3 separate regions of the Ovis aries genome follow, and regions 1 and 2 are each linked to region 3. The links are chromatin contacts, called in public Hi-C maps. All regions are on one chromosome and are shown on one strand. Each heading gives the region's core, a stretch centred on a gene start, on an enhancer-like site or on the middle of the called end of the contact. The rest is flanking DNA. Distances are from core to core; before and after follow the strand shown. Region 1 holds the start of MRPL33 (mitochondrial ribosomal protein L33). Region 2 overlaps SLC4A1AP (solute carrier family 4 member 1 adaptor protein). Region 3 holds the start of FOSL2 (FOS like 2, AP-1 transcription factor subunit).

The links. Hi-C and Micro-C count contacts between places; a contact is called where the count stands out from the background.
Region 1: a Hi-C map of skin fibroblasts shows a contact between it and region 3, with 4 times the contacts expected there. The contact joins the promoter of MRPL33 here to the promoter of FOSL2 in region 3. A contact is called at or near these places in 5 of 16 Hi-C or Micro-C datasets (blood, hypothalamus, muscle and 1 more).
Region 2: a Hi-C map of tail adipose tissue shows a contact between it and region 3, with 6 times the contacts expected there. The contact joins the enhancer-like site here to the promoter of FOSL2 in region 3. A contact is called at or near these places in 5 of 16 Hi-C or Micro-C datasets (hypothalamus, muscle, omental adipose tissue and 2 more).

What each region holds. Positions count from the first base shown.
Region 1 is chr3:34,776,368-34,780,571 of ARS-UI_Ramb_v3.0, forward strand. MRPL33 (mitochondrial ribosomal protein L33) reads left to right here and starts at 2,071. Exons shown (of 4, transcript XM_027966633.3): 1 at 2,071-2,132; 2 at 3,007-3,025. The coding sequence starts at 2,111.
Region 2 is chr3:34,715,092-34,719,484 of ARS-UI_Ramb_v3.0, forward strand. The region is part of intron 13 of SLC4A1AP (solute carrier family 4 member 1 adaptor protein); the gene reads left to right. Among named protein-coding and RNA genes, the nearest start is that of SLC4A1AP, 30 kb to the left of the region's middle. Within about 2 kb of position 2,105, at least 18 of the 54 cell types and tissues checked have an H3K27ac peak or open chromatin away from gene starts, as enhancers often do. A contact at or near this core is called in tail adipose tissue, where this site is marked.
Region 3 is chr3:35,342,968-35,347,265 of ARS-UI_Ramb_v3.0, forward strand. FOSL2 (FOS like 2, AP-1 transcription factor subunit) reads left to right here and starts at 2,025. Exons shown (of 4, transcript XM_027966637.3): 1 at 2,025-2,922. The coding sequence starts at 2,821.

The DNA.
Region 1 (4,204 bases), core at 821-3,320, 570 kb before region 3:
TTCATTCCGTATTCCAAGGCCAAATTTGCCTGTTACTCTAGGTGTTTCTTGACTTCCTACTTTTGCATTCCAGTCCCCTATAATGAAAAGGACATCTTTTAAAATCCATTATAGTGATACTAAAAATTTAAAGAAAATTACACAAAGGGGAAAACGTCTTTGTCACCATTGGAAGCGACTGTTATGCTAATGTCTTACTTGAATATTAGTAATTAAAGAGAAAACAATTAGCATTTATCTTGCCTTTTTAGGAAGAATTATAAGTCTGCCTCAATTGATTATAGAAAACTTTTCTGTACAGAAGAAAACTAACAAATGAATAAGAAATGAAATGTTAGAAAAACTACCACTGTGTACCCCAAAACATAATTCCTGAGTGAAAAAAAGATCAACAGTGAATGCTAAAACCATTGAGGAAAGGTTGATGGGGAGCAAGATATTTTCATATACTGAAATATCACCATACAGAAAACTGCAAAGGGAAACAAAATGTACTTTTATAATGAAAAGGAGGGAAAGGTTGTGAGGTCTCCAATTTGCTTTTACACAGCTAGCCAAAAACCCTAATCAAATAATATATATATATATAACATATATATGTTATATATGCATATTAAAAATTCAATATACATAGCAGAATCAACATTTACTGAATTGGGTACACAGTTTGTTCATTATAATATCTTTTCTACTTTTTGATATATTCAAAATGCTTTTTCATAGCAAATTGGGGAAGAGGAAGAAATACTGTATAGACTCTGGGCCTCACCTCTGGCATCCGGGCCTTTTAAAAGATCCCAGATGACTGATACACTCTCAGGAATGAGAATCACTGATTCAGTGCCCACATTCAGCCTGAAACTGAGGTCTGGAGAGTTGAAATGACTTTCCAAGGGACAGAATAAACACTAGAATTCATGTTCCTTGGCTTCCAGTCTTGTGTTTTTTTCTTATAAGTCTTCAAAAGAAATTTCCTAAATAAGAAACCTTATCCTCTTGAACACCTGAAGCTCTTGTTTGTCAGCAGCTGAACCACACATGGTAAGGAAGGATTTGGCCACCTAGAGGGAGTCCATTTGTTGGAATCTAGGTATGGGAAAAAAACCATTAGAGGTACCCAGGGCAAGGACAGTCCTGATTTAAAAAATTGAGTTGTATTGTATAACATTTTCTCTTTTTAATAATTTTATTACCTTCAGCGAGGATAATCCATGAGAATAAGTCTTTCACTTGTTTGTAATATTTAATATGTAGATAAAACCACAGATTAGAAAAAAAATCCTAAAATCCTGATTATTAGTTGGGAAATGAGGTTTTGGCTGAAGTACCTGGTGTTGCAGGTACTTGCAGGTTTCTTGCAGAGAGATGAAGATTGGAAGATGGCAAAGTGGTTAGGTCCCAGTGCTAGTGGGAAAGCCATGAGTCTTCGCAGTCAAACTCTGGGTTCAAATTCTGACTTTGCCATTCACTAGTTTTGTGACATTAAGCAAATTATGTGACTACTCTCAATCTCAGTTATTTGCCCCCTATTGCCAGGTAGGTGCTTAGATACAGCAGTTAAAATGCTCAGGGCCCAGCCCTCCTAGAAATCCAACACATAATCAAGAAATAGGTATATTCAGGTGGAGTTCTTAATTCTGGAGAGACAGAGTAGCTCTTAACCAGATGGAGATGGAGTTGGGCCGGAGGAGGAAAACGAAGGCAACAATTTAAGGAAATAGTGCAGAAGCGTGATAGCCTGGAGTGGGTGAGGAACATGCAGAGTTCCCTTGGCTTTAATGTAGTTGACTGCGATGATTTAGTGAAATATGTATGGAAAACATCTAACTTTGACTCAGAAGTAGGAGTTAGGGTGCGGGGCGCGAACCTCGAGCGATAACAAAGGTTCTCTCCAAAAATGAAAAGGACTCCATACTCCAGCACCACATAAGAGACACCTGGACTGTAGAGACCACAGAAAAGAGGCAGGCTCAGCCCTGAGGTTTATATAGGGGGCGTGGCTGTGGAGAACTTCCGGACATCCTTTTCCGGAACAGACCTGTGCCCCGGAAGCAGTTGTTTGTTGCTGGAACTTTGGACCCGTTACCGAGTCTTCAGGGGTACTGTCGCCATGTTCCTGTCGGCGGTTACGTGTAAGTGGGGCTGGAGGCGGCGGCAGGGCCTGCTTCCCGGGCAGGAGGTGGTGACAGGCGGGCCCTGGGACATTGCAGGGTGGAGTGCGCACGCCGGTGGGGCAGCCGCCGCTGCGACGTCCTAGGCCTTCAGGACTACAGCACCCGGCATGCCTCGCGGCCGCGCTCCCTGTGGGGCGAGTGGGTCTTGGGGGTCTTCGGCGCAGATTTTGGGTCCGTTTCGGCTCGTTCCGCGGTTAGAGTCTGGCCGGCAGAAGTGGGGCTCTCCCTCGCCCTCGCGGTGTGTCAGCAGAATCACTGGACGTTCTAACTGAGAAAACTTCAGAATTTTTAGTTCACTCATTTCGAGTTCTCAAGGTGAGAAACAGTGATTGATCCTAGGTCGTACAGCGGGCTGGGAAAGAAGCCCACTGGCTCCCAAGACCGTGTTCTTAGGTGCACTAGGCTGACTTCCCGGATGGATTTAATTTCCTTTCTCCACCTCGTGTGATGGTTGTTGAATTTGCATAGGTTAATTTACCGGACAAGAGGCTTGTTCTAGTGCAAATATTTGCACCTTAGAAGAGGAGCAAATGCAGCAGATCTTTGGGAAGATTTAAAGGTAGTCAGTTCAACTGAAAAGAGATTGTGTAGAGGATTCCATCCAGAATTGTGGTGGTCCGATTGGATTTTTAAAAAACATCTATAAAATCCTAACGGGATCCCCAATAGCTCGGGAGTAGTTACTTGAGTGACAATTTATGACATTATTTCATGACTTAAATATTTTTATTATAATCTTAAAATTTGAGCTTTATTTGAATTTTGCGTAAGCAAGATAATAAATTGTTTATTTTTTCCCATTTCTATTCGACTTTTCCTGCCTATGAAAAAGTTGCCAAGAGCAAGTCAAAGTAAGTACACGTTTTTCTTTTTTTTTTTTTTTTAAGCTTGTTTATGTTAGATTCATTAGTTCAGCTACTCTCAATGAATCCTTATGTTAAATTAAGCATTTGGCTTCAATTTTCTAAAGTCTGATTTGAGGATTACACTTGATGAATTGTTTTAGCCCTATGAACTGTTTACTAAAATATTTTCCCTCCTTCCCAACTGATCTATTTAAGTGAGCTTTCAGTTAATTTCCTTAAAAGTTGCTTTTGCTGTCTTGTTCCTAAAGAAATCATCAGGGTCCCCATGCTCTTTGGACTATGATTGCAGTTCTTTTTCCTGAAAGTGAGGACCAAGGGCCATTTGTCTGGAGCCCACTACAGGAATATAACAAAAAAAGCTGTGATTTGACTATCCACAGAGCCAGTTTTGAGTTTTGTAATCTTTTGCATTCATGGTACAAGCATTTCAAAAAATGGCAAAGGCTAAAGATTCCATGCTGTACCAGAGAGATTATTAATACCAAACTGGTATTTCAAAAATAAATTTTGTAGGCAATAACTGAAGTAAGATTTTCTGTGTTAAAAATAGAAAAATTCTAAAGTAGGTAGCATTTGTTTATAACCCAAGTCACATAATAAATCCTTAAAGCTAGGTTTTCTGGATTAAAGTTAGTGAAAAACATGTATGCTAGTATTCTTCCCTCAGTATCTTTTATTACTTTATATAGCTTTTCACACAATCCAGTTACTTACTTTCCTTCTTCACATTCTGTGGGAATCTCCTGTGTCTTCATTTCTTTAGGGGTGTGCCCTGCCTCTCATGTTCTTTGTGTCCTTCTGGTGCCATGTTCTTTGTGTGCCTTCTGGTCACATATGTCTTGCCTTACAGACCTCGTGTACACAACTCACCTTCCATACTGTTAGCGTTACTTCTCCAGGGTGCAGATGTAGACTTAGAGGGCCTTGCATGTTGTGCTTGCCATAGAGCAAGTACTTAATATTGTATCACTCTAATGCATGACGTACTATGCTGAACATTGAAAGGGATGCAAAGGTGTATAATATTATCTTAGGTGCTTCAGATTCTTTTTGGAATTAGATGAGAAATCAAATAGCATGATCTACATAGGAAGATAAGACCCCTGAAAAAGTAACAAACAGTATGAGGTATTAAAAGGCCCAGTGGGACAAAACATGAACTTT
Region 2 (4,393 bases), core at 855-3,354, 630 kb before region 3:
AATGAAGATCATGGCATCCGGTCCCATCACTTCATGGGAAATAGATGGGAAACAGTGAAAACAGTGTCAGACTTTATTTTTGAGGACTCCGAAATCACTGCAGATGGTGACTGCAGCCATGAAATTAAAAGATGCTTACTCCTTGGAAGGAAAGTTATGACGAACCTAGACAACATATTCAAAAGCAGAGACATTACTTTGCCGACTAAGTTCCATCTAGTCAATGCTATGGTTTTTCCAGTAGTCATGTATGGATGTGAGAGTTGGACTGTGAAGAAGGCTGAGTGCTGAAGAATTGATGCGTTTGAACTGTGGTGTTGGAGAAGACTCTTGAGAGTCCGTTGGACTGCAAGGAGATCCAAGCAGTCCATTCTGAAGGAGATCAACCCTGGGATTTCTTTGGAAGGAATGATGCTAAAGCTGAAACTCCGGTACTTTGGCCACCTCATGCAAAGAGTTGACTCATTGGAAAAGACTCTGATGCTGGGAGGGATTGGGGGCAGGAGGAGAAGGGGACGACAGGATGAGACGGCTGGATGGCATCACTGACTCGATGGACGTGAGTCTGAGTGAACTCCGGGAGTTGGTGATGGACAGGGAGGCCTGGTGTGCTGCGATTCATGGGGTCGCAAAGAGTCGGACATGACTGAGCAACTGAACTGAACTGAACTGAACTGAAGCACCTGGGCATGCAGCATGCAATGTCCTCCTGGCTTGTGTCTACTGGGTAAAGTCCTACTCATTTTTCAAAAGTTCAGCCTGAGTCTCACTATCTTCAGGAAACCTTGATCATCCTGATTGTCACTAAACCCCCCTCTCCCCAGCAGCCCTACACACTGTATTTCTGCTTCTGTGATGGGTCTTGCTTGGATGGCCTGACAGCTGTTAATTATGTGTGTGCTTGGGCCATTTACGTTTGTAAGCATTATGAGTTGAGGGCAGGAACTATCTTATTTTGTACTCCACCTGCACCTCATGGAACCTACCAGTTCACAAAATAGGTGCTCAGCTAACTTGCTTCACATGACTGAGGGTTGGAGGGCAAGTTCACGGCCTGGCCCTTCTTAGCATTGGGTTTTCCAGGCAGAAATGGGGCCTTAGAGCTCTTTGTTTCTAGAATTTTTCCAGACAAGCTGGATAATCTCAGCACCTACCATTTTAGCAGTGTTAACTCAGGCAGAGGCCTGGATTCGTGTCCTACTTGGGGCAAAATCAGGCAGAGCTACCCCTTCCCATCAAGGAGCTCTGGGTTACAGCAGCTGGCTTTAATTTGGGTTTTAAGTCCTCCGCTGGCCCTGGAAAATCTTGATCTGGAGGGTTGGCTCTGGTTTCCTCAGGCTGTCACGCACAGCCCTCCAAAAGTCAATGCAACTATGTCAGGGAGTGACCACAAGAGGGCAGTAAAGCTCCATCGCTATATAGGAGTTGACTGCCAGAAGCAAACGTTTCAAAGCAGAAGATCCTCAACTCCTCCACAATCAGGATTCTGAAAGACTTCAGGGCACCAAGCTGGTTCAGGGCACCAGAGCCTTCCCAGGCCTAAGACCCAGTAGCAGCAAATTAGGGACACTGACAAGCTCCCCAAATCTCTTCCCAGCCTGTTATTTCTGGTGCTTTGTTTAACCTGGAGAAAGTCATTCTCCAGTCTTAATGCAAATATTCTATGGAGGAGTTTGCTGCTGCTGCTATCTGTCTTAAAGGTAAAAAGAGGAGCTATTATCACCTTTTGTCTAAGGAAACTGAGGCTCAGAAAATGAAGCAACTCGCTCAAAGGCATGCCAAGTTCATGGTGGAACCATAATTCCAGATTCTTTGCTTATTCCTTTTAGTTTTCAGTTGTTTATGTTTGTAAGGTTTGTGAGTTTCTCGAGCAAAGACTCCAGCTCATTTGTCTTTTTGTCTCTGTGTGCTGCTCCCTTAACCTTTAGGACTGTGAATGGGTGTGCTGTATAAGACTCTGTCCCTTAGGAGTTGGATTCTATGACGTCTCTTATCCCCTCTGTTTTAGTAATTCTGTGATTTGGAGGCACAGCCCTAACAACGACAGTGGTGGCCCTGAGTGATCCTACTGGCTGAACATTTCAACAAAGGCAGCCACTTGGCTGCCAGCCTGTGACAATCCATCATTAGTAATGCAGGGAGGGCGGAGGACAGTTGGACAGTTTCTCAAAGTGTGCACCAGCATCGCTGGCATTATGAAAGTTGACTTTGGGGGAGGAGAACGAACATGTTTAATTTTAGCAGTTGTGAATATAAATACATGCATTATTTATACATACATACACGTATGTAATGTTGCATAGAATGAGGTCAACTTTTAAGGTGAGTTTATTTAAAGAAGAACATTAAGTAACAATATGGTGGAATGAAACAGGTATACCAAGGAGTGAAATTCAAGGAACTATGGTGGGACTTCCCTGGTGGTCCAGTAGCTAAGACTGCGCTCCCAGGGCAGGGGGTCCAGGTTTGATCCCCGGTCAGGGAACTAGATCCCAGACTACAACTAAGATCCCACATGCCTCAGCTAAAAGATTCTGCCTGCTGCAATGAAGACTGAAGATCCCACATGCAGCAACTAAGACCTGGCGCAGCCAAATAAATACATTTTTTAAAAAAGAACTGTGATGAGGTGGGAAGATGCTGTAGTCACAAAACTATCTCATATTTGGCTCTGTGACCCTTAAGCCATGAAGCCCTAAGTTGCTGACCTTAAACAAGTCTTGGTTTTCTCATCTGTAAAGTCAGAGAAGAATTCTTGCCCTCCTTAACTCAAATGAGAACAAAGGAAAGCACAGTGAAGTCTGGAAAGTGTCCAGTGGTGCTGTATCACGATTCCCACTTGCACCCGGCTCTCCCTGGGACCTCCTCTTTACCACCACAGAGGGGGCCCCTCAACTAGCATCCGCTTCCCAGATCCCAAGGACTGAGTCCAGTTCTGCTTGTTGTTCACACCTGGGCCTGCCATTCTGAGGAGGAGGAGGAAGGAGGGGCTGGAGAAACCCTGGAATCAATCCGGGAACAAGTCCCAACACGTCACTGTTTGCTTTGTCATCCTGATTCAATGACCTCATACAAGGAGGGGAGGGAGCAGAAGGAGCTGTTCTCTCCCAGATACCTAAGGAGGCTTCTGACATCTCCTGTTTTCCTTGTCATGAGAAGAGCAGGCGCCAGGCTGCGATTTTTAAGGTCTAAGCTAATGCTGGAAGTGAAGGAGAACAGCACCTCCCATAATTGGCCAGACTCTGCTTCTTGGGGAGCTGCCTGGAGCAGAGGGGCAAAGGTGGCTGCAATGGGCATCGGAATCCAGGCTGTTGCCCTACTCCCCGGAGGGGTCGAGAATACACAGCCTTGTCCCCGGGTTCTAAGCAATCTCAGCGCTACTTGGGTGAACCCTAAGGATTGGCAGTTAGCTGTCCCTGAGGCTAGGACAGCTCCTGGACTGGTTATTCATCTGGTCCCCAAGGGGCAGCCACTAGAGTTGACAGAGGCTTCAGTGACCCCAGTGTCATCATCCTTATATACCCTGCACCTTCACGTACAGTATCCAGTGAATACTTTCTGAGCATCTACTGTGTACCAGGCCTTTTGGGGAAATGAAACAGCTGTGTGTATCAAAAGGCTACACAGGACCTTAGACTCACCTTCTCACCATGGAGATTGCTGTTGTTGTCCTTACCATCTTCTCTGGTGGCTCAGACAGTAAAAGTCTACCTGCAATATAGGAGACCCAGGTTTGATCCCTGCATCGGGAAGACCTCCTGGAGAAAGGAAACGCAACCCGTTCCAGTATTTTCGCCTGGAGAATTCCACGATGGAGAAGCCTGGTGGGCTATAGTCCATGGGGTTGAAAAGAGTCAGACACGACTGAGTGACTAACACACACACACACACACCAATCTCTTCTGCTACCCTGAACTTAATTAATATTTAAAAGAATTATCTTGTCAGCCAAACAAACTGCATTTGTAAGGTGTTCATTTCCAAGTTTTTTGTAATCAGACATTTATGTAACTGCAAATAAGTGCTTCTGATCAACACAAGATAATAACATTATGACACTGAGTATCTAGTCACACAAAAGCAAAGAGATTCAGCATTTTTGCTATCCTGTTTATCCTGGTTGGGCTTTTTAAAACTTGAAAAGTAGCTGGAAGTCCACCTGGGGAATCAGTTCAAGGTTTTTGAGGCAGTGACATCTCAGCTGGGTTTAGAAAGATAAGCAAGCTTTCACAAGCAGGAAGAAAGAGATCCCTGCAGGCAGAGGGTACAGAGCAATCCAGGTGCTGGGCCCAGCAGCTCCATCCCTGGGCTGGTCAAGGGGATCAAGCTGTGGCTTGAACTCAGTGGGGGGAAAGCTGTGGTTTGGGATGAAGCTGATGAGGGTGGAGATGGG
Region 3 (4,298 bases), core at 775-3,274:
GGCGACTGAGGGGCGAGTCAGAGAGTGTCACGATTTCTTCTCCTGCGCTCCCCCCACCCCGTCCCCACCTCCAGTTTTCTGGGTTTTGCCGCTGCCGCTGGGGAAAGGGCTGAACGGTTTTGCGTCAAAGGACTGCATTTACTCAGCCCTGCTGGGAGAGGAGCATAAACACACCCAGGCAGGCAGGACGCGGGATTAAAAAAAGAGAGAGATGGCAAAAACGCCAAGACCGCGCTGGGTGTGCGCATCCATCTGCCTCGCACTTCTCGCCGCGACCTGTGGAGTTGCGGACGCTACGCTGCAGGCGGCGAGGGAGGTGCGAGGAGCCCAGCCAGCCTCGCCTCTCCACGCGCGTCCTTGGGGATGGAGCCGAGGACAGAATGTGTTTTATAGTTGTAAACAATGACCCCGAGTATTGTTTAGGATTACCGTATCTTGGGGCCATTGGGGCGGCCAGATGCCGCCAGCCGTCCCGGAAACGCCAGCGCTTTATATAGAGCCCCGGGAAAGCTTTGAGTTCCCGGCTGGGTTCTATTTTTCTTTCCTAGCAACACCCCCACTTTACAGATAAGGAGACTGAGGGCCGAAACTGTGATGTGTTACAGTGCACAACGCTTCACAGCCTTCGCGCATCTTCCCGCTGGTACACTAAGAGCTGGGTATGAGACTAAGGCAAAGCGTGGAGCAAAATTCGATTTCCTTGACTCCTAGTACAGTGCTCCTCCGGATCATCATCTCTGCAGAAGGATTGAAGTTCCAGAACTGACAAGGGCCTTAGAAGGTCATGTCTCAATCCCTTCGTTTTACAGAAAGAAACTGAAGCCCAGAGAGGTTAAGGGACTCGCCCAAAGTCTCACAGCCCGTAAGCAGCACAGCCTGGCGTTCACACTCCAAGGCCTGTGCTCTTTACCCCGCACCTCGCCCCGCCCCGCCCCGCGAGGCGGGACAAACTAGGAATCCGGACTACCTACTGCCTGAACTTCGCTCCAAAACAGCTGAAGACAACGTTGGGGCACGCCCTCTCTCGGGCCTCCCTCTTCCCTGTTTGGTTTTTTTTTTCCTTTCAAATTCGTAATAGTCGAGGTTGCTTATAATGCCCGATTACTATTAGATGCATCTTAATTGCCCAGCATAGAGGGCGGCCGGAATGTCTTGACTGGTTAATTTCGTCTTCAAGGCTGCTCCTAACAAATTAATTGCAGAGCCGAAAAGAAAGGGGAGGGGGGCGGGAAGCAGTGGGCAGCCAGCCGCGGAAGGGAAAATAGGCAGGTCGGCCCCGCCCGGCGGCGCTGCGCCCCGCCAAGGCCCGGCCGCAGGGAGGCGCGGATACCCAGGGCGCCCAGGGCGCCCGTTGCTCCGGGTGGCGCCGCGAAGGGCGCCGACGACCGTGCGCGGCCGCGCCCTCCCTGCGAGCGGCTCTGCGCGCCCGGCTCCCGGCCTCGCGGTGGCGCCGCACTGAACCGCCAGTCTCGCTCTTCAGGACTGTGATTATTTTCTGAAACCAGGCGCCGAGGGCCCCGCGGCAGCCCTCGCAGGGGCCCCGCCCCGCGCCCCTTTCCCAGGCGGTGGAGAAGGTGGGGAGGCCGTGGCGCGCTCGGGAGCCGGCGAGGGAATCCCTCTCCCTCCACGTCACCCGAAAGCTAGGGAACCCGCACTCGCGTCCTCTAACGCAAATGACCATCTTTGGCAACGTGCGCCAGTGGAACAGACCAAGGGCGCGTGGCCCGGGGGGTGGGGATGGGCCAGGCTGCCTCGGCTCCCCCAAACCGCGCCAGCGGTCCGCTCCCACCCCCGCCACCGCCTTCCTTCCTCGCGCAGGGTGTGCGGCTGGCGTCAGCGCGGCCAGGAGCCGGGGCAGATAGGGGAGCGCTGCGCCCGCCTCCTCCCGCGCGTCTTCCTCCTCCTCCCCCTCCTCCTCGGCCTTCTCCCCCCGCCTCCCCGCGCGCTCCTCCCTGCAAGGTGGAGTCGGGTTGACGTGAGGTACAGGGGCTGGAGAATAAAGAGTGTGGAGTTGAAATCGTGCCATTGTAGTGACTCATCTCGGGCAGAGCGCTGGGGCTCCGAGCAAACCAGCGAGCAAGCGAGCGGCGCTCGGCGGAGACCGAGAGAGGGAGAGAGAGAGGCGCGGACGGGCGAGGCGGGCCCGTCCGGGAGAGGGAGCCGGGAAAGGGGTGCAGGTCCGGGCGCCGGAGCTGCGGCACCGCGTCCCTCTCCACGCCGGCTCAGCTGGATCCTCCCGGGCCGCGGGCCGGGCACAGGCTGCCTTCTTCTCCTAGTCAAGTGTCCGAGCCGCTCCAAACTCCGGCGGCGAGTCGGCCACAGGAAGTTTATTCTCAGCTCCTTTTCTAAAAGGAGGAAATAGAAGTTTCTCCAAGCGGGCAGCCTTTCTTTCTGCCCCCCCTTTTTTTCCCTCCTTTCTTTTCTGCGCTGACATCTGGGGTCCCCAGACCTGGCAGGCTTGACCCGCTGGGTTGACTCCCATTCTTTTTTAATTACCGATTTTTGACTGAGCCGGCGGTCCCGGCTGGGCTCCGATTGCGCGCGGGGGCGGGAGGGCGCGCGCAGGGGAGGGACCGAGGGACGCGCGGACTTTTTAGAGGGAGGGACTGGGTGGACAACTGGTCCCGCGGCGCTCGCAGAGCAGCAAAGAAGTGGTGTAGCGCTCGGCGCTCAGGGGGCCGTTCCCGGGGTGCCTCCGCCGAGGGGGACAAGCCCGAGGCGCGGCCAGCAGAGAGCCAGCGCACAGCAGCCGGTGCGCGGCCGCGGCGAGGGCGGGGGAAGAAAAACACCCTGTTTCCTCTCGGGCCCCCACCGCGGATCATGTACCAGGATTATCCCGGGAACTTTGACACCTCGTCCCGGGGCAGCAGCGGCTCTCCTGCGCACGCCGAGTCCTACTCCAGCGGCGGCGGCGGCCAGCAGGTAGGTGCGGGCCCCGGGTGCACCTGGCGACGCGGGTGGACCCCCGCCTTCCTCTCGCCGCCACTGCCTCTTTTGCTTTCTTTGCCCTTTCTCGGTTTGGTGAGAAAATACCTGCGGGCCACCATTGTAAGTTCTGAATTCTCATCTCCTGCCCACACCTCCTTTCACCCCCTCTACCCTCGCCAACCCCCCCCCCTTTTTTTTTTCCAAACTGGAGCGGCGAGTGGGCTGAAAGAACCTACAAACCCTGTCCTTCACACTACATCGTATCCAGACAAGCTCCTGGAATTGCAGGTCCCGTTCCCAGAAGCCGGTGCCTCCCTCCTCTCCCAGGAATTCATCTCCATTCCCCTCTATCTCCGTGGTGGATCCCCCGCTCCCCAAATTTTTTACGCACGGGCCCCTTCCGACATCTAGAGAACTTATTCCTGCGAAAAAGCCTTCTCCTTCTTTCCCCACCCCGACCCCGCACCTTCTCCCGCCGTTGGTTTTAGTTAATTTCGGAAAGAAGTTGGGGACTCAGAAACTGGTTGGGCTCCTTCAAGTGATCCAGAGTGAGGGCGAGAGTTGTCACTCAGGGAATCAGGTGCGAAGGTCAGGAAGGAGGAGGTGAGCCTTGATTGGCTCAGGCTGCGTGCGTCTGTGTACCCTGCGCCCTTCCACCTCCTGTTAGGGTAGGACTAGGAGCCTGAACTGCCACCCAAAGGGGCGCCTTGGGGTCTGGGGAGTACCTAGGGCCAGGACGGCTGCAGAAAGAAGGGAGGCTGGAGAGACTTCCTCTAGGCTCCTGAATGGTTCTGGAAGCCGAGAAATAACTTGTTTCTAAAGCAGGCGGACTGGTTTGTACTGGAGGGGTTGTGCCTGCCATCTCTGTCTATAAATACCAGAATAAATACCAGAAAGTTGCTGCTAGGTTGGTGGTGCTGGTGGGGTGCCGGCCCTCTGCAACAGCCACCCCCACCTCACCCACCCACCCAGAAGCTTGTGAGGGAGCTGACTTAAACAAGGCTGCTAGAGCCTGAAGCCCGTCTTAATCAGGATCTGCCGAGTCTCTAGCCCAGTTGGCTGCGGCAAGAGCTGCTCTGGTTAGGCGGTGGCCTTGGCCTCTATAAGCCAGCCAACCAGGAGGGGCTGGGGTGGGCTTCCAGGGAGGAGGGACCCTGATGGAGAATATAATGGAAACGTGGCTCTCTTTAGTAACTGAGGAGGGATATCTTATTCCAAAGCTGTTCCGCATGCCTGATGGATCCTCAAAACGCTTTTCTATGTCTTCCCTCTACCTGCCCTGGTATCCCCATAAGCACCCGCTGGAGAAAGCCTTGTCAGTGCATGCACCCTTAATAATGAACACTAAGGTGATGAGTTTCAAATCTTGT